Regions from separate parts of the Hordeum vulgare genome. Here region 1 is linked to region 2. Evidence: chromatin contacts called from public Hi-C data. All regions are on one chromosome and are shown on one strand. Each heading gives the region's core, a stretch centred on a gene start, on an enhancer-like site or on the middle of the called end of the contact. The rest is flanking DNA. Distances are from core to core; before and after follow the strand shown.

What was found. A called contact is a pair of places that touch in the nucleus more often than the background predicts.
Region 1: a Hi-C map of leaf shows a contact between it and region 2, with 6 times the contacts expected there. The contact joins the promoter of LOC123411044 here to the promoter of LOC123410793 in region 2. A contact is called at or near these places in 4 of 6 Hi-C or Micro-C datasets (leaf and seedling) and 1 of 1 datasets of contacts at active chromatin or transcription factors (embryo).

What each region holds. Positions count from the first base shown.
Region 1 is chr7H:59,128,236-59,133,805 of MorexV3_pseudomolecules_assembly, forward strand. LOC123411044 (formin-like protein 6) reads left to right here and starts at 4,269. Exons shown (of 4, transcript XM_045103966.1): 1 at 4,269-4,657. The coding sequence starts at 4,582.
Region 2 is chr7H:58,994,030-58,999,577 of MorexV3_pseudomolecules_assembly, forward strand. LOC123410793 (ubiquitin carboxyl-terminal hydrolase 23) reads right to left here and starts at 4,188. Exons shown (of 11, transcript XM_045103732.1): 1 at 3,690-4,188; 2 at 3,296-3,410; 3 at 1,377-1,487; 4 at 1,093-1,265; 5 at 672-998; 6 at 448-573. The coding sequence starts at 3,962.

The DNA of each region.
Region 1 (5,570 bases), core at 3,019-5,518, 130 kb after region 2:
TACCATTAGTAGAAGACGAAATCAGGGTGGCATCAAGGATCATCGGTTGTAGTGGTGGAGGGCGGAGAGCTATGGTGGCGGTGCCGCATTTATGAATCAATGGCATCAATAGCGAGCAAGTTTTGGATAATATGGGGTGTCGAGCATAGGGTTTCAGAGCAGGAAGATGAGAGGGGGTGGAGGTAGTAGAGAATGAGGAAGGTGTGCTTCATCAGACTCGTCGCACCAATTGATTTGATGCATACATCGACTCAAGCCCATTGAGGGCACACACACGCCCACAAATTTGATCATATATTTTTAGATAATTTGAAAACATAGAGTGCAAGATCAATTATCAAGAAATGTTACGAAAGAATATCAGATGAAAAAAAAGTAAAATTATGAGAGGGGTGGGTATCTTTTTGGCTCTCGGGTTCCCAAAAAGGCACTAATCTCAATCAACAATTAGGGTGTGTAGGGAAAAGCGATTAAATGCATAATACATAATAAATACATATAAATAAACCTAGACACCTGGGTCATGCTCATTAGAAGCTTTTGTCGACATAGCAAGAGGGTGCGTAAATCACTTGAGATTTTTAATGTATCATCCTTGCTCGTGCCTATATTCCGCATTAATAGCATATCTATCATCAAAATCAAACAATAATAGTCTATCTAGATTTGAATATTCCATTTATTCATGTTGATGTAGCATTGAATTCCTAAAAATCATGGGATATCAAGAAATTTCCCCCCAAAACTAGTAACCACGAAATTCTTAGTTTCGTTAGAAGAGACGTAATTTCTGAAATCATTATCGTGGTATCTTCCTCTCTTATCGAATCAAAGTTGAATTCTGAAAAATCATGAAATGCATTGGATGCGTGCTTCAAGAAAACCCTGAATTAGTATGATGAGCTTCTTAATTTTCTAAGCAATTAACAAAAACTTATCATTGTACTGTAGTTTTGTACTAAGGCCCTATTTGTTTAAAAAGTGTTAGGACTTTTTTTTAGTCCCAACTAAAAAGTCCTTAGTCCTTACTTGTTTGATTTCAGGGACTAAACATGGATCAGAGGTTATTAAATGACATGCTAAAAGACCATGTTACCCATACTAATGGACTAGAGGTTATTAAATGACATGCTAAAAGCAGGGACACTGTTGGAAAAAGTTTCAGAAAGTCCCAAAAAAGACTCTCCCTTAGGGACTTATTTCTTTAGTCTCAAATGCCCACTTTTAGTCCCTAAAAGTCCATCCTGTTCGGTTTAGATAGGACTAAAAGAGACTTTTTTAGTCCCTACACTAAAAAGTCCCTCTAAACAAATACCCCCCTAAACCAGCATCAATAAATATGGACCCGCTTTATCTCAAGCTCAAACCCTTTTTATTCCATACAATAAGAGCAACTCCAACGGGCCGACCCAAACGGACGACGAATTTGTCCGCTTTTTATCCGGCGTCCGCCCTGTTTTAGATTTGGGTCGACAATGCGCCCAACGCGCCGACCCATTTCATGTCCGCAATCAACATTTAAAAAAAAGGCCCGTGGCCGATCATGCCAGTGGCCATGTCTCATGCCGGCACCATGCCAGCGCTGGCATACAATGCCGACTTCGAAAAAATAAGACCATAGTTCATGCTGGCGCACTCGCCAGCCGGCCGACACACATGCCAGCACACAAAAAGGATGGGACTTGAGTTCGACCACGCCATCGCGGCCCCCATGGTCATGCCAGCACACCTGCCGGCATCCAAAAAAGATGGCGCTCGCCGCCATAGATCACTCGTTGTCGAACTTGAGCATGTCGGCATGCATCTTCTCGAACCACGACCTCTTCCTTGGCGACACGGTGTTGAGATCCACCTTCATGATCTCCACCCCCGTCATCATGCTCGCGAGAGCCACTTCTTTGGCCTTGGTCTTGGTGTTGGCGGCCTCGATCTCTAGCATCTTGGCTTGCTTCTCCGCCTGCATCTCAAGCATCCGTGCTTGCTTCTCCGCCTCCATGTCAAGCCTCCTCCTTTGGATTTCCAAGAAGGCGTTCATTTGCTCTTCTCTTTCTTGCCGGCGCTTCTCCTCCCTTGAGTCCTTCTTGGTGATCATGCCCTCCACGGTCGCGATCAAGGCGATCTATGTCGCATCCCGCTTGTCCTCCTTCTTGGAGTTGGCATTCCCTCGCGGCCAAGCCTTCTCGCCATCCCCAATCTCCTCCACGGCTTGCTTCCCACCACGCGACTTGATGGCGACATATTGCGTCTTGAACTTATCCTCGTCTTTGATCACCCTAAAGCAATGGGAGAGGTTGAAGCACTTGCCATTGTGGTTGGACCTTGAATGACTCCAAAGCTTGAAATGCCTACAAATGTATTTCATGCAAGCATATTGGCAAAATGATATGCAAACGAACACCCAAGATAAACTTGATGACACAAAAAGAGGGCGGCTTGCTAGCATACCATGTCTTGCATGCCGATGCCGCTCATGGGACGGGCCTTGACGCTCTCAAGAGTGGCACAAAACTTATTGCACTCTTGTTGGATCACCCTCCAACGCTTTGAAATAGACACCCACCCCCGCGCTTAGTATTTGGTACGACGGAAACTTCTTCCGCTCATGGAACTGACGGTGAACACGAATCCAAAAGGTTGAATGCTTTTGTTCGGCACCCGTCTTGGGGTCTTGCCCAATGTCTCTCCAACAATCGCAAAGAAGCTTGTCCTCGACCGCAGTGTATGCCTTAGTCCGCTTGCTCTGGCGCTTCGGCTTCGTCCCGTCTGCTTGGTTGGCGAGCTCGTCCTGAAACAAAGGCTCCGCTTTGATGTCGCACTCGTCCTCTTCCTCTAGCCCGTAGTCCTTCGGGAACTCATGGTCGAGAAGGAAGCCGTCCAGGTCCAAGCCGACCTGATCACGCATGAAGGCGACCTGATCTTCATTGTAGCCAGCGGGCGGCGTGGACGCCCCTCGGCCATCCTAGCTTTGTGTCTCATCGGGATCGAAGCCAGCGGCATGCGCACCACCCTTGAAGATCATGTTCTACATGTAGTCGTCGCCGGCGGTCGACATTCCATCGAACATGTTGCGCGGGCCGACAGCTGGTCGGCTGGCGGTTGCCGTGCGCGTTTCCTCTCGCCTTCGGCTGACGAGCCAGCGGCCACCGGTGGCGTTGAGGTCGATGGCCGCGGGCGCGGGCGTGGAAGGCGCGACCACTCTCACCTCGGGCGAGCACTCCCCCGAGAGGCGGGAGGCCTGCGGGTAGACGTGGAAGCCGGGCACCGGGTTGCAAGCCGACGCGCCGGGCGAGTCGGGCAGCACCGCCCGAGGGAAGGCAGATGAGCCGGTGCTGACCGCGACGACGTTTTGACGAGGCCGTGCTGGCTAGGGTTTAACCCCAGCATGTAGAGCGCCTCTCTCGTTGCCGCCGCGACGCGGGCGTTGGTGACCTGTTGCTGCGCGGCGGCGGCCCCTGCGATGGCTTCGTCCCTCGTGTTCGCCGCGTGCCTCTGGTCCTTCCTCTTGGCCGACTCCTTTGCCCGTTGTTCGGCGTCAGCACCTTCTTCGGCTTCGGCGCGGCGGCCTTCCGGGGGGCGCGAGGCTTGCCTTTGCCGGACGAGGCGAGGAAGGCGAGGCCGACGGCGGTGTCGAGGTCGAGGTCGTCGTCCATAACGGGCGTGGGGCGGGAGCGTGCGTGGGCGAGAGGTTTTTTGGGAGGAAATGGGGGGGGGAATGATGGTTGATGCCACCGAGCGGCGGACCCAGGGAAAGGAGTAGGCGCGTGCGCGTCCATCTCTTGTCCGCGTCGACGCAAATCTGGCTCAAAATTGGACCGAAAATGAATCGTCAGGCGGAACCAAGCGGACGCACGTCCGTTTAGGTCGACGCGTTGGACCGACTTTTATGTCCGCGCTGACCCAAGCGGACGATGATGAACACAATAGGTCGTTCCATTGAAGTTGCTTTGATATACTCCAACAACCGTTCTTCCGAAACGAAACTCCTTCCTCACATGACATCCAAAAAGAGCCACCGACGCCCGAATGAAAAGGCAAAAGCCACTCGCTCATCCGCCCAACATTCAAATTCCGAATCCGCCTTTTCCTTTCCACAACGAAAGCACGGGGAAAAGGGCGCGTGGGCCCCGCTCCCCTCGGGAAACCTTCTCTTCCCCGCAAAGCTCACGAGTGACGACGAGTCGAGTCGAACGAACGAGCCAGCACGAGCACGAGCACGCGACGACCTCCTACCCAAACCATTTCTATTTTTATTTTCTCTCCTCCGAGGTCGAAAGGAAAACAAATCGCCGGAAGGAAGGAAAAGACCCACCCAGCTGCCCCGCCCCGCCTCCCCAACCCCAACCCCAACCCCAAATCCCATTCCATATAGCCGCCGCCGAGCCGAGCTACTGCCCTCCCACGTCGTCTCCTCCACCACACCCCACCCCCTCCCATCCCCTCTCGTCCGCCCGCCCGCGCGCCCGCGCGCCCGACCCGACCCCCGCCCGCCGGGTGATTGGGCGGGCCTGCTGAGCGTAGCTTTTTTTTTTTGAATTCCGCGCCCCGGGCGGCCCATCTGCCCCCCGCCAGGCGCCGCGGCAGATGTCGCTGTATTTCCGGCGGCTCTTCAACCGGCGGCCGCCGGCCGGGCTCGTCGAGATCTCCAGCAACATTCTCGGTGCGTGCCTCCTCGCCGAACCCCCCCTTTCTCTCCTCATCCTCGGTTATTATTAAGCTTTCCTCGAGGCGTGATTACGCTACGTTGCTGGGCTCCGTTCGGGTAAAACTCTGCCCGCCCGCCCTCGGCACGGACCTGTTCGTTGCACATGGAAAACCTTGCTCGTGTTGCGCGCATGGGGGCCATCCAGCTCGAACCTCCCAAGGTTTTAGTCCGCGTCTTTGCGATTAAAGTAGTACGACCTGTTCTCTTCTTCTTCTTCTTCTTCTTCTTCTTTCCTCCATGTTATTTGCCTTTTAAAGTTGTTAGCCCGTGAGAAAATTCGTGTGGACGATACGCGGGTTATTGTTTAATAGACTACAGTTTTATCAGACGCCAGGACTGCGTCAAAGACCTTGTGCTATCGTGGTGACATTGCTTTCTTGTCTTGACCCGGCAGAGGCTGCGCAGGAGGCCCATTCATCAGCTGTCGCTCAACTTTTGCATTTCTGACCATAACAGGGACGCTTTAGAATACGGAGGATTAGTTGGTTATCCCTTACCAGGCTGTCGTTATTTTCCAGCATTACGTTTCATTCGGTGGGTGCGATTCGGTCCCATCAGGTGACATTTCAACAAGTTTTAGCATGAGGTGGCTCCAGGGCTTTAGGTTCTCCGGGCACGAATATGAATTCCTCATTAAATCATTGCCACATAAGCAAATTTGCTGAGTTGGACCTGAAGTTAATGGGTAGTCATGAATTATTCATCAATGGCTCAAATCAGGTCACATTTCGAAGATACAACATGCTTTAAAGCTCGAAGTTCCGTGCCTGAGATAAAAATATATTTTGCAGTAGGTATTTGGTTTCTCCTTTTTACTGGGAAATGAACTTGTGTACATCTTGGAATTATTTATGTTTCGCATTACTTC
Region 2 (5,548 bases), core at 2,938-5,437:
ATCTTATATTCGAAATCTAGCTAAAGGACTCCCACCAAACAAGTCAAGTATATAAGTACAGTAGTAACTTATCAAATGCTATATTCAGCATATACTAAAACAGGATAATACACCACTAATTAGAACAAGCAAAAAGGTTGATGCATTGTGACCACCAAACTCTGAACGCTGTAAAATTAAGGATGCCATAACATTATAACAATAAGATATGATGTATCTACACTCTACCATGTGATACAATGCAAGCTATTGAAACGATAAGATAACAGTGGTAGCAAAGGTCTGCAATAAATCAATGAGGCAGCAAGGCTTTGCTATGAGATTGACTTAAAAGGAAAAAAAAATAGTTCCAGAATAATTTTTTCATCAGCGGTACATGAGCCAGCATGGTAATGTTAGTGTTATAAACCACCCAAAAAAGAGTAAAACTCTGATCTTATACCAGACCTGATTATCATCAAGATTGTGCCACATCCCGCTGGAAGTCCGGACAAAGCAATAATAATGACCAGATTGAGTGCTCCAACCAGCATGAACCAAGACACCATAAAGACTGTATTTGTAATCTGCGCCCTACACATGATCAAATGAAAATACTGAATATAAGCTAACTGGGGGGGGGGGGGGGGGGGATCGAGGTAAATTTGAAAGGTCCAGAACTAATAACTCACTTTAGAATCACTCATAAATGGTTTCAAGTCTAGAACAGGTTGAAAATCCACTTTTTTGTCAATCTTTTCACGGGGACGGAAAGGGCTAAAGCGCTTCAGATGAACTGTCAAAACATTTGGAGCCCTATCAATTGTGAACCTTTTCTTTGCTACAACTTTCTGCCTGCAGCGTTCGCACTGATACTGCTTTTGACCGCCATCAAGTAGTTCATCCTCGGTAAAATTCTGAAGTGCTCTCACCAAAGTTGTGGCCTTGCCAATATCAAGACTGAGATCCAAGAAAGGATCAAATGTGTTGGAACAATGCGAGCACCTTGTGCATTTCACCTGGAACATATATATGCAGCAAAGCAGTGATGACAAGAGAAATGGGTTTTCCTAAGAAATTGCTAGTACAAAAGTAAGAATGCACATGATGTACCTGACTTCTTAGGCGGCCACCAAATATTCTGTGAACTAAGCTCTTCTCATAAGCACTTGCAGACTCACTCGGTACTCCAGAAGGTAAACAGCATTTATGCATTGATTCAAGCAAGTTAACCATTAACTCATGAGCATCTTCCTGCCTCGAATTACGGAAGCTACGAGAAATGCCTATTTGCGGTCAAAGATTTACATTTTGACGCTCAATAAAGAATAGACAGGAGAATTTCAAGTTAAAACTAAAAGAGGAAATCAATTCAGCCAGAGCATATGGAAGGATACAGCGCAAGTTCTTCACAATTTGTGATGGAGTCACTATTTTTCCAGTTGACTGTAGCGCAGTCTTAACATGGTTCTGAAGAGCACACAGTGCACAAAATCCAGCAGTACGGCCTAAAAATGGTAAAAAAAAGGAATTAGTAACGGCTGTATGAGACATGCCTCGCAGGGGCGAAAAAGCTGAAAGCAGGGAGGATGTATAACATACATATAGTAATTAACAAACTACCTTTGTAGGTAGGGTATGAAATTACTGTTAGCTACAACAGAAGAATAGAACAAATGCAGAATAGCTAGTGGTAGGGGTTTAGTTGATTCACAGATCAGCAAATGTTGTATTACGTGTGGAAGTTTGAAGTTCCAACTATAGAGTAAACGGCACAGTTTTATGAATTCTGTGTGCTATCTAATGGCGTAATAATATGGACTGGCTTTCATTTTCAGTTATTAACGTAAAGCAGCCATGGTGACAAAAATGCCATTTGGGGTGGATTTTGGAGTGCCGAGCTGGCAGTATCAGCTTCTTTCAGTATATGGATAAAACCATAGAAGTGTGTGCCGTTATTACCCCACAGTCCCAGTGGCTAACTACACCTTCCTTATTATAGAAAAAATATGTCTACAGTTACCTAGAAGCCACTCGTTAGCAGGCATATTATATAAATGAATGCATCCGTGTCAATAATTAACAGTTGCCCAAATTCGTCCCCAGGTAAAAATTGCACCAAACTAATCCTGATAGTAGCAGCTGCTGCACATGGACATTCATTCCCTAGTTAACTTGACCGGGAACACGGTCCACTTTATTCCCTTGCCACTCAATAAGATTTTGATCAGACACGCAACATTTTAGAATTTCCATGGGCCATTTGAGCAACCCTCAGGTTCTGTGACCTAGATTTGACACCTCACAAGACGTTGCATATGTAGTGCAATTTACTCCCTCGTTGAAAATATAAGGCAAGTTTTGGTATAGCACAGGGATTAAGGAAATCATGGACCAGAAGGATACGAGAGTGAAATGACCATGATATCCATGGTGTTAGTGTATTCAAAATAAGGTAGTCATAGATAAGAGTGATAGATTAATCTGGTTGTTTTTATAATAAAGGTTTAAAAGACAGCAAAAGTAGATGAGCACAAATGAAAGGAATGTCATCAAATGTAATTGTAGGTTTACATCTTTCAAACAGACAATGCTAATTGTAGCTTCACATCTTTCAAATAGAGGGAGCACTCTACTATTCATGATACTTGTGCAAACCACATCTCCAACATCGAAATGGAAGCACCGTACTTGATAAAGTACTGAGTTTACATAAAGATAATAGGTGATAATTTAACACAGAAGGCAAGAAGCCAAGAATAATTCTGAATCACGGTTATTTGATGCAGTGATAAGATTGTATTAACAACTGACTTGATACCTGTTCCATCAGGTGTGACTCAAAGCATCGGTAGGGATAACCAATCCATATATGTCAGCCAACCGTTCTCATCCACATAATCCTCTGACAAAATAGAATGACAAACTTTTACACGACTTCTCCAGTGGATGATAAACGGTTGACTGATCAAACTTTGAGATGCGATTGCACATGTTTCTCAACTCGAACATGATTCAAGCTTGAGCAATTGGTGAAGACTTGCCAACAGTGTGTATGGAATACGCTTGAGGCTTGAGAATGCAAGTATGGTTGTTTTTGGGAGTGATACTCATATTCAAGGAGCAGCATGGGCATTGTTACAGCGTAGAACCCGGCTGTATACCTTTTACAAGGATTATACTACTTTAGAATGTGCAATAATATGCAGATCAATTTACTGCTAGCTTGGAAAACCACAAGCCTGATGCAACATCGTCAATTCATCGTATCGTGTCGCTAAGCCAGTGGGCAGTTGCAAGTTCCAACAGCACTTACATGAAGACTTGTGCCTTCCACTCTGCAGGTAGGCTGCGAACGGCTCGGTGTACGTCAAGCATTGCAGAACCGAGTTGAGGTAGCAAGTGTTCCCAAGATTTTGCAGACCAGCACCCTGCAAAATGCAATCCCATTTCAGCGCTCAAAGGGACAGCACGGGCTGAATATCATTACCGACCATGCTAAAACCCCAAGAAATGGAAATTCTGTAAAGCAGGTTCTGCGCATCTTTTACTAACTACTCGTACGAGCGTAAGATCGTCACACTGTAATGCTACAAGCCCGAACTGAAAACTCCGGCATCCGAACACCGGGCATAGCAGCTCCATCGCCCAAAATCACAGCTTTAAGAGCACAAACCCCCAAATTAGAGCTGCAAAATTGCGTTACTCACGATTCTCCCGAGGTAGATCCTGGCGACGGTGAGCTCCGGATCCAAGCCCAGAGCCTCGGCCTTCTCCGACCTCCGCGCCTCCGCCTCGCCCCTGGCCGCACCCCCCGCCGCCGCCGCCGCCCCGTCGGCGGCATCCGGGTTGAGGGTCTCCATCTGGAACCCGCCTCCCCCGACGGCCACCGCGGCGTGCGGCCTCCTGGCGGGGTGGAACTCTATCCTCCTGTGCAGGACGCCCTCCGGCACCGGCGCCGCCGCCGCGGACACCTCCGCCATCCCCACTAGGGTTTCGACGTCGCGCCGGAGCGGCGCTGTGGGATCCGGAGGGAGGAGGATCGAGGCTTACTCCGATTTTCTCGAGGGATTTCTTCCGGATTGGAATCCCGGGGCTTCGATCGATAGGTTGGGCGGAAATCGGTGTGGTGCTCTGCGTTCTTCTTCTCTCTCTTTTTTTTTTGGTTTTTTTTTCTTGTCCAGCCGCCGTTCTTGCCGCGGGGACGGGAGAGAGGGGGCGAGGGAGGGTGCGAGATGGGGCTATAAACCCTATACCCCTGGCAAATGGACGGCTGGGATTGGCGGGATGGGTGGCGAGCGGGTGGTCTGGAGTGTTGGATCCTGGCCGCGTGCTTGTTCGGCCGGTGGGGCCAGGGGAAGGACTGCTGATCCTCTAACGGTGGCTGCTTGGGCTTTTGGAAGCTTCTCACACAACCATGTGAGCTTTGAGCCTTTTCGTGGTGGAACAACTCGTTCATTCTTTGGCCCAATTATTAGGCCAACTCCACCGCCACGCTCTATTCTCTCCATCCGCATCGGTTTAAAGCAAAACGGACATACCAGACGAGTCAGTGCGTGGGCGGAAACGGACGTTTGTCCGTTTTCGACCCATTTGCGGCCTAAACTTGGTCCATTTTTTAGATGAAACGGGCAGTGTGCGGACGTTGCGGACGGTCGGGGCGCGCGCTTGTCCTTCCCTAGCCCGTCCGTCGGTGGCACAAAGCAGCATGGCCTTTCCGCCCCCACGCCCCAATTCCATTTCATTTTCCCCCAAAACACTCCCACGCCCCGCCCTCCCCTCCGCCCGCCACCCTCCCGCCATGGTCGATCCCCGCCGAATTTCGAGGACCCGGACGTCGTCCCGGCCACCAAGGCGAAGAAGAAGAAGGCGCCTAAGGGTACGAAGAAGCTGCGGTCGGAACTCACGTTGGAGGAGATCGCAAAGCTGGACACGAAATCGGCCAAGAGGCGGAACCGACGGCGGTGGCGAAGAGGGAGGGCGAAATGTGGACCTGAGCAAGATGGGCGAGAAGACAAGGAGCTGGTTCGAGGCCCGGCAAAAAGAGATGTTCTACGTCGATGGCCTGAACTAGGGCGTTAGATCGGCCGTGGTCGTTCTTTATTTGGAGGCTGGCATGGTGAGCCGGTCGCTGGGTGTGTTGCCGGCGAAAAACCTATTCTTTTTTGGGGGTCGGCTATGTTATCGGCGAGGACGTGTAGACTGTTGTGTTGCCGGCGTGATCTAGAGCCGCTTCCATGAACTATGGGTCGTGGCTATTCGAATGCTTGTGTTTGAAAATGAGGCAGACATGATGCGTCCAAGGATGCGTCCGCGCGTTGGGCGCACGACCACCGCATCCAAGAAATGGCCCGCACACGACCCCATCGTCCACCCCAAACGGACAAAATCCAGGTAAAACAGACATCCGAATGGGGCCGCGCGCTGGAGTTGGCATTAAAGCTTGATTTTCATGAGAATTTCTAAATGATTTAAATCTTTAGAATGTGTGAGCTCTTTTATTTGTATGATTTATTAGTTTTATGTGGGAGATTTGATTCATAAGATTAAATTGTACATTAGTTAAAGA